3 separate regions of the Drosophila melanogaster genome follow, and regions 2 and 3 are each linked to region 1. The links are chromatin contacts, called in public Hi-C and HiChIP or PLAC-seq maps. All regions are on one chromosome and are shown on one strand. The core of a region is the stretch at or near the end of the contact, and the rest is flanking DNA. Distances in the headings are between cores, read along the strand shown.

Region 1 (3,404 bases), core at 667-3,166:
AGTAGTGACGCGCACCAAATATCTATTACATTCGACACGTGTTTTAAACGTGTATATTCGTGTATGTAAAATTGTTGATACTATCGTGTAGAATATTTGCATGTACGTTTAGAATCTAAAGTTATATCTTATCTATAAGTTCTTATTTGTCTTTTATTAGTTTTATCTTCTCGTGTGCAAATGGAATATGAAGCAAATCCATAATAAACGAATGCTTTGCCAAATCCATTATTTTCAGGAGTTTATTTATCTTATAACTTTTATCATATACAACAAACAAAAATACAGCGTATACAAGGTATTAACTAGACATTCGCAATGTTGCTAATTATTTTCTGAAATATCTGCACACCGCGCAAATAGATATCCGCCTGAATGAACTCATCGTGATCGTGGAGCAATACAGGTGTATTATTCATGGGTGAGAAGCCCAAAGCTGGGATGCCAACGGCACGAATGTATCTGCTATCAGTTCCTCCGGTAAATATTTGCGGTTTGATGGATATGTGCCTGAAAGATTAATGATATGTTAAGATAATCAGAGGTCTTTTAAGTTAGAAGCGCTTACATCTCATCGGTAGCTTTCTTGAAAGCAAGCCAGAAGGGATTACTCCCATCGATGGCGGTGGGCGGGACTTTAGGTTGCTTCTGTTCGTAAGTGATCTCGATGCCACCACCCACGTCGGCACACCATTTGTGGAGCTATAAATATGCCAGTATCTTAGTTTACGCAACATTTAGGATGAATACAGCACCTACGTTAGCCTCAAACTCCTCAAAGTCCACATCTAGAGCCAAACGACAATCGAAGCAGACCATTAGCAAGGGAGGCACCACATTGCTCTGAACTCCGCCACCGAGTTTGGTCAAATTAATGGTCGTTACATCGCCAATGACCAACTCTGGATTATTCTGCAATCTTTGAACCTGACTCCTACGAAACTCCATCATCTTTCCGACTATATAGTTCAGTTTTTCACCAGCAGTATTGGGCAGCAAAAGCGATCCATGACCAGCAGTCCCACTGATGTTGAAATATACACCTGTTTGAAATGGTAAGTATATATATAGCAAGGGACTTAAATTTAAAATTTAATTTAAATTTACGCCAAACTGCTCGTTCTGCATAGAAAAGAGGCAGCTGCTCATCGGGTGAAGCCAATCCCTCGTCCATTGCAAATCCCACATTAAGAGCACGGAAATCTTCAGTTGGCACAAAAGGTCTCATGCCATAACGACCGCCCATTTCCTCATCTAAGTGAATGAAATATTTTAAATGTTGTATGATAGAATAGTAACTTAGAAAGTAACTGACCCGCCACAAAGGAAATGTGGATAGTTCGTTTGAATTTCGCTCCACTTCTCTTGAGCGCTCTAACTGCGGCTAGATGCTGCATTCCCACGGACTTCATATCTTGTGTTCCCCTGGCAAAAATGCGACCCTCCTCATCGATGTCGGCTCCAAATGGCGGGTGAGTCCAGTTTTCTGGAAATACGGGAACCACGTCCATGTGGGAGTTCAGCAGAATGCTGGGCAACTCGGGATTGAGTCCCTTCCATGTCAAAACCACTACGGGATTCTGTTCATTTGCCGGGTAATACACCTTCATTGGCAGATCCATCAGATTTGCCTGTCGTCTGAGAAATTCGACGCATGGTGCTGTAGAGGTAAGTGTAAGTATCTTTAAAATTGTCACTTCATTTTTCTAAAATATACTATCGTTCAGATACTAACCATAGTCCGGATCGGGATGGACACTTGGGATGCGCAGATACTCGCGAAAGTACTGTATCTCCTCATCGGATTCCCACTTGCTGGTGGCCATTTCACTTCTATATACGATCTTTTGCGGCTGACAGCTGGCAGCATACTGAGTTGTGTTAGCTAGTGTCCGAGTCGAGTTCCAGTGCCCTACTACTAATAGACTTATCTCTCACGATCGTAACGCCAACGCGCGACCCGCGAGGTGGCGGACACAGATAATTTTATCAAATTGTAAACGAGAACTTCGGATGGTGAAAAAACTCGTTTACGTCACAGTAGCGGAGGGGATCACTTGTTTTAATCAACAACAGCAATCAGTGATTGGACATCACTGTGGAAAACTAATTCTTATATTTCATACAAAAAACATTTCCAGCAATATAAGGCTTAGCTTTTATATGTAATATTTGACACAATAATCCAGGGGACTTTTTTCAACTTTATTGTGTTTTTACTGTATCAATTTGACCGTGGTCTCCCCTTCTACTCTCTATTATAGTTTAAATTTGATTCGTAGATTTGTTATAAGGTCGGTCGTTCGCCCCTTGCTATCTGTTCCCATCAACTGCTTGCTTACTGGCTCGAGCCCGAAGTACTGCTTTAAATTCAAATTTCCAGCACTGCTTGACTACTGCTTGGGACCAGTTTAAATTCAGATTTTAATACAGTAGGAAGTTTATTCTTTACATTTACAATTACATCATACATCTTGGCGTGTACAACAAAACTTAAAGAGTCACTAGAGTCTTATATGCGAAAATACCGAATAACGATCTCCACCAGACCCTTAGGCCTTGCGTTCGAAGAGGACAGGGAATGGCTTATCCTTCGGCGCCTGCAGCCAATTGTCCTCCGAATACTTGACGTTGTTCTCAGTCTCGATGACGTGGAAAGTGTAGGCGTGGCGACTCTTTTGCGAGCGATTCGGCTCACTCTTGTGCACCACATTTCCGTGGATTAGAATGCAGGTGCCTGGAAAAATTAAGTAGAACATATGTTATAATGATTTTAGAGTATTTAAACGTTTTATGGAAAAACCACGAATATAACTCTTTAGGGAACCAGACCAAAAATACAACTAAATTACACTTGGACTGATAAAAGCAGCTAACAAAATATTTACTTTGCATCTTAACCACCATAAAGATAAATTTTAAATGGGTCTACCGAAGCTGTAGTGCTCTGCAGTACTTAGAAAGTGCTTCACCTACTTTGAATTCATGATAAATTATCTTCTATCAACTTACCCTTGCTGACTTGCATTGGCGTGAAGCTGGACTGCGGATAAATGGGAGCTGCCCGATCGTAGACCATCAGTTCGCTGGCATCCTTGTCGGGATTGCGAAGGTAGCGCCTGTGGACTCCACTCTTGTGTGATCCCTTGATGAACTGCAGGCAACCATTCTGCAGGGTGCAGTCCTCGAGGGCCAGCCAAAAGCCCACTGCCGAGTTGGGATCCGTGTGCAGGAACCACGAGTCCTGATGGGGCGTCACCTCGCCACCCACTCCCGGATTCTTGTAGATGTACATACTTTGACAGACGGCCGGCTTATTGTAGTTCAACTGCCAGCAGATCTCCCGAACTCGGTTGCTAAAGGTGATGGCATTGAAGGCAGGATGCTCCACGTGCAGAGCATGC
Region 2 (3,404 bases), core at 639-3,138, 220 kb before region 1:
AAGCGGATTAATATTTAAAACACATTATAAGAAGTTCAATTGTTATAATAAATATTACTAATAAGTTATTTCTATGCTTTCTATTTTAGCCATATTAGGAGGAAGTTTCAAAAGGTTAAGGTGAATACCTTAACAATTTATTTTCCTGCTGGTTTACCTGGCACGTTTCTCGAATTTATGCTCATTTTGCTTAATGCCCGTAAATTTACACAGGCCACCCAAAAATACTTATGAGCTTATATAAACTAGGACCCAGGCTAAGTAAGAACTTAGATAGGTAAACAAGGTGCAGTGCCTCTGGAATTCGAATCTCTGTGCCCCTTTGATGTTGTCACTTCAGCGCGCCTGTCATAATTACCAAAGTGAAAATTATTAATTGGGACGTTTAAAGCAAAATGTGCATAATTGTCGCGACTACGAGTACGCGGATGAGATTTATGCAGGCGCGGCAGAAAAATTGTCTAAAACGTCGGACGGCATCCACCGAATTACGCGGAAAAAGCGGCAGCGGGCTTTTGCCACTTTTGCCGTTTTGCCAGTTGCCATTTGCCACACTAATTGCGTATGCGATAAATCTTGTCAATTAAATTATAATGTTTGCATGTGGCCGCCACAGATTCGAAGCGATGCGCAAAAGCGCTGAAGATGCAGCGGCAGCAAAACGATCTCGGCGATTATCGGGTGTTTTATCACCTCGACTTCAGAGTCCGGGGCTCCAAACGCATGCCCCGCAATCCTCTTTAACCCACCAATCCCCTAAAAACACCTTTCTGGCCACATATACATACATACACATATATAATTAAAATGTTCACAAGTGCCAGAACGCATTGCTGGATGCATTTGGCCGGCGGAGGAGCAGAGATGCTGACAGCGGCCCGTGGCTGGAATTTTGAGGCGCATTAGTCGCGCTGCATTTGCTGCTCATAAGAGCCAAGCTGCACCGCAATATCGCTGCACCAGTTGCAAATGCCGCACGTTGCCAGTTGCCAGTTGCCAGTTGCAACTGCAGCAGTGCGCCAAAATTGTATTGGCAGCGGCGCCGACTGTCGACTCCTGGCTCTTAATTCAGAATTCTTGACTGGCCCGGCTCGGCGTGGTTTGGCCAGCAACTCCTGCTCCCGTTTTCAGGTTGTGCCAACCAGTTGGGCGCATAAATTTCCAGCTTGTCAGCTTTTGATATATTTTCATAAATTGCCCGAGTGCATTAATTAATTAAGCGAGCCGCATTTTCGGTTGTCCGCTCGCTCGCGAGGTCTTCATTTCACTGGCGCCCTGAAAGTAGGCAACAAATGGCTGAAAAGTCCACTTATCGCTGACATATGGATGACATGCAGGAATTCCTAGAAAATTGTCAGTAATGGTGGTCATTTCGGACTGGAAAGTATTATAAAAGAAAAGATTTTATTGGCAGAATTCTCAGCGTTCATTGGCAATGTTTACTGGACATTTTATAGGCTAGTTATCTATAAAATGTCTATTTATATATTTGCATTTTATATATAGTTTTGCTGGCTCGTTTCACCACTTTTTGGTTTCCAAGTAATGGCGAAAATGACAGGGAGTTTCAAGCATTGGAGCGGAAGGCCACAAAAAAAAAAAATCAAAAACTAATTACTCTTTGCCAGATAATTACCCGTTTTATATAACAATTTAAATAATTTGCCTGCTGACTTTTACACAAAGGAGTGGAATGAGGAGGGCGGTGGTGAAGGGGGGAGTGAAAATAATAGTTTCATGGCTGATTGTTGAGATACAGGCAAGAAGTCGGGGCAACAACAATTTGCTGCACGCCATGGCCAGAAGCAGCAACAGCCAGAGCAACAATAACAACGAGGTGAGCTCAGAAAATTCCTTTAAAGTCGTCAGCTGACATTCGAGTGTAATTTTCGAAACTGATTTTACATCGAAACCAGTTAAATTGTCAGAAAAATCAACTGTCAACATGTCAAAAAATCGTTGACTATGCAAATGCACAACATGGCTCGGAAAGTGGAAAAGCGGGTAGAAGAGGACTGGAAAGGTTGGAAAATGCGTTACATGACGAACATGTGCGTGCATATATCTCCTAGATACGGATCTAAAATAGGGACAGATAAAATGTGATTTCCCGAAATGAAATGTATTTTCTCCGATCCAATTCGATGGCACATGCATGCATGCGGTGGCTTTGTTGCAGTTCCATGGAGCATGGCCCACACTTCATCGCATTCATTTCGATGTCAGAGCTCTCTAATTGGCTGCCATGACTACCTGGCTGGCTGGCTGGCCACTCAAATTACCTAATTATAAAGCGAAATATGAAATGTTCCCAATCAACCATTGTTCGACCACAAAAGCGGAATCCCAGCTCATGCAACTGTCAAGACAATGGGACGTACTATAGATAGGGATACACTCGCCAAGTCTCAAAACCCATCCAACTTATTCAAATTGTGTGTGAGTGCGAGCTGTCAACAGTGTTTAATTTCGGGGGTTCCCGTGCCACATGCGATGGAGTCCAGTTCCAAGACGGGGAATCGACCTGGCCGAAACCGCAATGCACTTTGACTAGCCGGATTCACCATATTACCATCCCTCGGATCGGATCCTGGTTAGCAACTCAACAAGCTAACAAATTAACATGCCGTCCAGCGATGTACTGTCCTTTTGTTTTGGTCTTCGGCCAAACTTCTCGTCCCGTCGCCAGAAATGTCACGCAAGGGGTCAAGTAACAAGCAAACAGAGTGACCAGGATCCAGTAACCAGTAACGGTGCGATGTCCTGCGGCGATGTCCTTTTTGTCTGCATGCAAATGCAAGTGCATATGCACGATGCGATTGCTGTGCCTGCGGCTGCTTAATGGCCACACCTGTTCAATTAGTCAATGTAACCACAAATTCTGGTTAAATTATCGCATTAAAATGTTCGTGCCTGACCTCAGAATGTGCGTGCGTGTTTTGGGTACCAGCACCACCTAGTCTGCGTTTTCCCGATCCACAATTTGCCCCCTGCAACTAAGAGCACTTTGAACCGCCGACAGTTAATCAGCGCCTTGGCCGCAAACTCAAAGGGGGAAGATGTATGATTTCGGGTCTACACAGCAGATACAATGTATTTCCCAAACATTTGAAAATTGGTAATGAGTAAGGTTCATATAATGACCATCTCAAGGTAACTTCAGTGATCCTGTGGATCACCAATTTGGTAATATTTGTACCTATGCTTTTTATTATTGATACTTTAGCAGTACAGTTGTGACTGTGTGCTGTCGTCCATAATCGCTAATTATCAGCAACAACTGACACTTACAGCGGCATCGACTTACGCATGCGTGTCCATGTCCTGGCCATCTTGCTCCTCCAGCAGCGGATCGTTATGGGCCTGGCTTATGAGCAGGGCATGTTGTCATCAGCGAGGAAATA
Region 3 (3,404 bases), core at 438-2,937, 140 kb before region 1:
GCTTCACTACTTAGTTATCACAGCGGGAAAACCGCGTATAATTATTAATTCAATTTTCCGCGTTCCTAAGCCTTTCGGCAAACGAACTGAAACTCATTTCCAGTTAAGGCATCCGCAGCAGTATTAAGATCTTGAGCCACTCTAAGCCACCGACTGACTGACACAATTCGCAACACTTGTCAACTTAATGCTTTTCAACCGATATTGACAGCACACTGAATATGTTAAGCCAACGCATATATCTTATGATATCTGTTGAAGGCTCAGAGATAGTTGTCTCTGGGTTTTCGTCAAAAATTCGGAGAATGACAGGTGCCTTGGCCCCCACACCTGAAATTCCCCCAGTAATCTCTGAATGAAAAGAAACCCTCAAGGAAAACGGGCCACAAAATGTATAAACATAAGAACCTCAATGGACACTTTAAGCTGATAAAACTTTAAATGAAATACGTAGTGTAAGGAAATGAGCGGGGAAAATGGCGCTAATAATAATTTGGTTTATTGGCTTTAAAGCACAATGAAGGCGGTTGGAAAAAAAATGAAGTGTGGGGGCGTGCCGCGTCGTACAACAACAATAGCAACCCTCGACCAATCTCCCGGGCAATTTCTATTATTTTTTTAAGCACTTTCTTGAGCTCAACGACGCGGGCAGACAAGCAGCAACGCACCTTTATTTAAATTTTCCATTTTTTTCCTTTTACCTTCCTTCTATTCTGGTCAGAAAAGCGGGGGGAAAAGTCGGGGGCCAGACTACGCTTCGTTTTCTTCTTAATGGGCAATTTTCTTGGTAGTAAATGGGCACGTTTTATGAACGCTTTTGTGGGGTGTTTATGGGGTGGTCCTGATGCCCAGCCTTACATTCACCCGCCCTCGAAGAGCCACCCCCGAATGCCACGCCCCTTTTGGCAAGAGCGAATGCAAGTGTCTACTGTTTTTTTTTTTTTTTTTAACTTAAATGGAATATTAAATTGCCAGCGAAACTGCACCTGCCCAATTAAAATGTAACGTAATAGGGCCAAAAATAAAATCGGCAAAAATAACAAACAGTGGAAAAATATCTATTTAATTGGTTATCAATTCCAAATGTTTTTACGTGATAATAATAATAATAATATGTTAAACTATAATAATAAAACTATAAAACTAAAATAATAAAATGTTAAACTATTTTAGCTATTTTTCTGCTCGATTGCTGCATAAATATTCTTTATTTTGTGGCATTTTATATGGCTTAAATAATTTCGGATTTTTTAAATGTTATTATTTTTGTGTTATTAAATTGTTAGCCCAAATAGTTACCCAACATTTTTCAGCTAATAAAAATTGACCTGACAACGTGTTGTTTCTATGCACTCAACCGAAATCAATATCAAAATTAATAGAGATTTTTGGGGCCAACAAGACCAACAACATAGGTAAAATGAGTGGCCGAAAAAAATTGTTCGCACATAAATCTTTGCACTAAAAAATTTTATTGTCGTTTTTATTGTAAGGAAATAAAATAAAAAAGCCGCAGCAAAACAAAACAAAGTCACAACAATAACAACAACACAAAGAGACAGAGCCAAACAGTCTGCTGATTTTTGCTCTCCCAAACACAAACACACATGGAAAAAAAACACAAGCACAAACACTCGTGCATCCACAGATTCTCCCTCTCTCTTTCGCTCTTTGATGGCCGCGTATATTTTCCCCGCCTCGCAGCGGCTCTGCTCTCTCTTGGTGCGCCAGAGCGAGACGAAGCTAGTGAAGACATAAAACTGCGGCGAATTGAGCGTTTTTTTTTTTTTTTTTGGTTTCTGCCAAGTTAATGATTTTCAATTTTTGTGACTTGACTAATTCGATTTTTGAGTCCCTCAGCTCTTCTTCTTCACGTCTATTGCCTTATGCAATGCAAAATCAATAAGGCCAACAAAGCTAATTCGCTTCGCTTTAACTGGCCACAAGCAAAAAACAAAAACTTGAAAATGCCACAAGTTATATATTATTTTAAACCAAAATGCTTTTTCAGATTCCTTTGTTTATGGGGCTTTTAAATGTCACAACTCTCGATTCTGAGAATGTGCTAAAACATTTATGGTTAGCTTGTCTCAAAATGTATTTTAAATTATTCTAGCTTTTTGTGTTGTTCAATTTGCTTCAAAAATGTATTTTAAATTATCTTGATCGGCTTTTCGTTTCTTCTATTTTATTTTTGCATGTTTTGCCACTTTAATGTTTCGAAATGTTTTTGAAATTAATTTTGGTTTTGTTAATTATGTTTGCTCTTGTGCGAATTTTGTTGTATTTTTAGTAACCTATTTTTGGTTTGTTCTTTTTTGACCTTTGAATATATCGCTTTCTTTTAGTTGAATTTTAAATTGCCTTAAGTTAGACGCGACTTTTTTTATATTCCCGTTTTTATATATTTATTTTTAATTTCGTTTGTTGCTTTGCTTGATTTGCTTTTCGGCCTTTTGTCGGTGAAACGCATCGAACGATTTTCTATTTTTAGTGGCACTATTTCGGTGGCGACCCCATTTGCTTTTCAGCCTCTAGCTAAGTGTATTCCTTCTCCCCACTTTCAGCGCCCGAATTTTCCCCGCTTTTCCCCGAGTTTCCCCAAAACTTTGTGAAGTGCCCATGGGCTTGATAAATGGCGCTTAGGCATTGATTAGATGCCTCAGAGCTACGAAATGCATTTGCCTTATCACCCATGCACTTCTCACACACACTGGCACACATTATAACTAACACCCATTATACCCCCACCTTCAGCCAAAAGTGTTCCCCCCCCCCTCACAACCGAGAACAGCCGAAAAAAGAAAAACAACAGACGCAACGAAACGAATTTTCCATTTTCCATAGAGTTCACTTCACCCCAATGCCAAAGTCGCTTCAAATTCGTTGAAAGCAGTGAGAAAAAGGGAGCTAAATTATTTAATGTCTATATTTGATTAAATAAATCATTTGATATACTTAAAATTTAAACTATTTTTATTTTATATTTTCATTGCCATTTTAATACTTTGAATCATTTTCGTTCACTTCAATCATTTTAAGAATGTGAATCTGAATAAAGTAATTGATTTCAAGTAAACGCAGATGTTTTTGATACCATATAAAAATCGGATAGTTAACGCCTTTGAAAACACTATCAAGCATTTGTTTTCAGTGCACTTGTGTCTGTCGCTTTTCGTCTGTGTGCGGGTCGCTTTCTGTGTGTCTGTGTTTAGATAAAATTGTGTTTCGAAAGTGACAGTTGAAATGATTTATCACTTGCCAGCGACTGCAAGGCGCAAACGCCAACGCTGCCCCGCCCCTGCCACCGCCGCCCCCTTTTTAGCCCAACTTGGCTGTCGTCAAAGTTTTTAGCACAAGTTCCCTTCGGCCCCCTCGCCAACCCTGAGGCTCACTCTTTCGCT

Evidence for each region. Hi-C and Micro-C count contacts between places; a contact is called where the count stands out from the background. HiChIP or PLAC-seq counts read pairs in DNA pulled down with a chosen protein or histone mark.
Region 2: a CP190 HiChIP or PLAC-seq map of the Kc167 cell line shows a contact between it and region 1, with 3 times the contacts expected there. The contact joins the promoter of lncRNA:CR44939 here to the promoter of CG6465 in region 1. A contact is called at or near these places in 8 of 107 Hi-C or Micro-C datasets (the D17-c3 cell line, the Kc167 cell line, the PNm cell line and 3 more) and 1 of 6 datasets of contacts at active chromatin or transcription factors (the Kc167 cell line).
Region 3: a contact with region 1 is called in a Hi-C map of the Kc167 cell line, with 2.5 times the contacts expected there. The contact joins the enhancer-like site here to the promoter of CG6465 in region 1. A contact is called at or near these places in 29 of 107 Hi-C or Micro-C datasets (the Clone 8 cell line, the D17-c3 cell line, the Kc167 cell line and 9 more).

The regions. Positions count from the first base shown.
Region 1 is chr3R:10,675,335-10,678,738 of dm6, forward strand. It overlaps CG6465, which reads right to left and starts at 1,917. Exons shown (of 6, transcript NM_141747.3): 1 at 1,736-1,917; 2 at 1,316-1,660; 3 at 1,108-1,254; 4 at 760-1,043; 5 at 569-702; 6 at 226-510. The coding sequence starts at 1,826. The coding sequence ends at 306. It overlaps Phyhd1 (Phytanoyl-CoA dioxygenase domain containing 1), which reads right to left. Exons shown (of 3, transcript NM_001104270.2): 2 at 3,013-3,404; 3 at 2,403-2,737. The coding sequence ends at 2,553.
Region 2 is chr3R:10,459,140-10,462,543 of dm6, forward strand. lncRNA:CR44939 (long non-coding RNA:CR44939) reads left to right here and starts at 1,889. Exons shown (of 1, transcript NR_125129.1): 1 at 1,889-2,939. lncRNA:CR44955 (long non-coding RNA:CR44955) reads right to left here. Exons shown (of 1, transcript NR_125130.1): 1 at 3,248-3,404.
Region 3 is chr3R:10,534,269-10,537,672 of dm6, forward strand. All of the region lies in intron 8 of hth (homothorax), which reads right to left. Among named protein-coding and RNA genes, the nearest start is that of mir-4944, 23 kb to the left of the region's middle. Within about 2 kb of position 1,688, at least 37 of the 39 cell types and tissues checked have an H3K27ac peak or open chromatin away from gene starts, as enhancers often do. A contact at or near this core is called in the Kc167 cell line, the OSC cell line, the S2 cell line and 3 more, where this site is marked.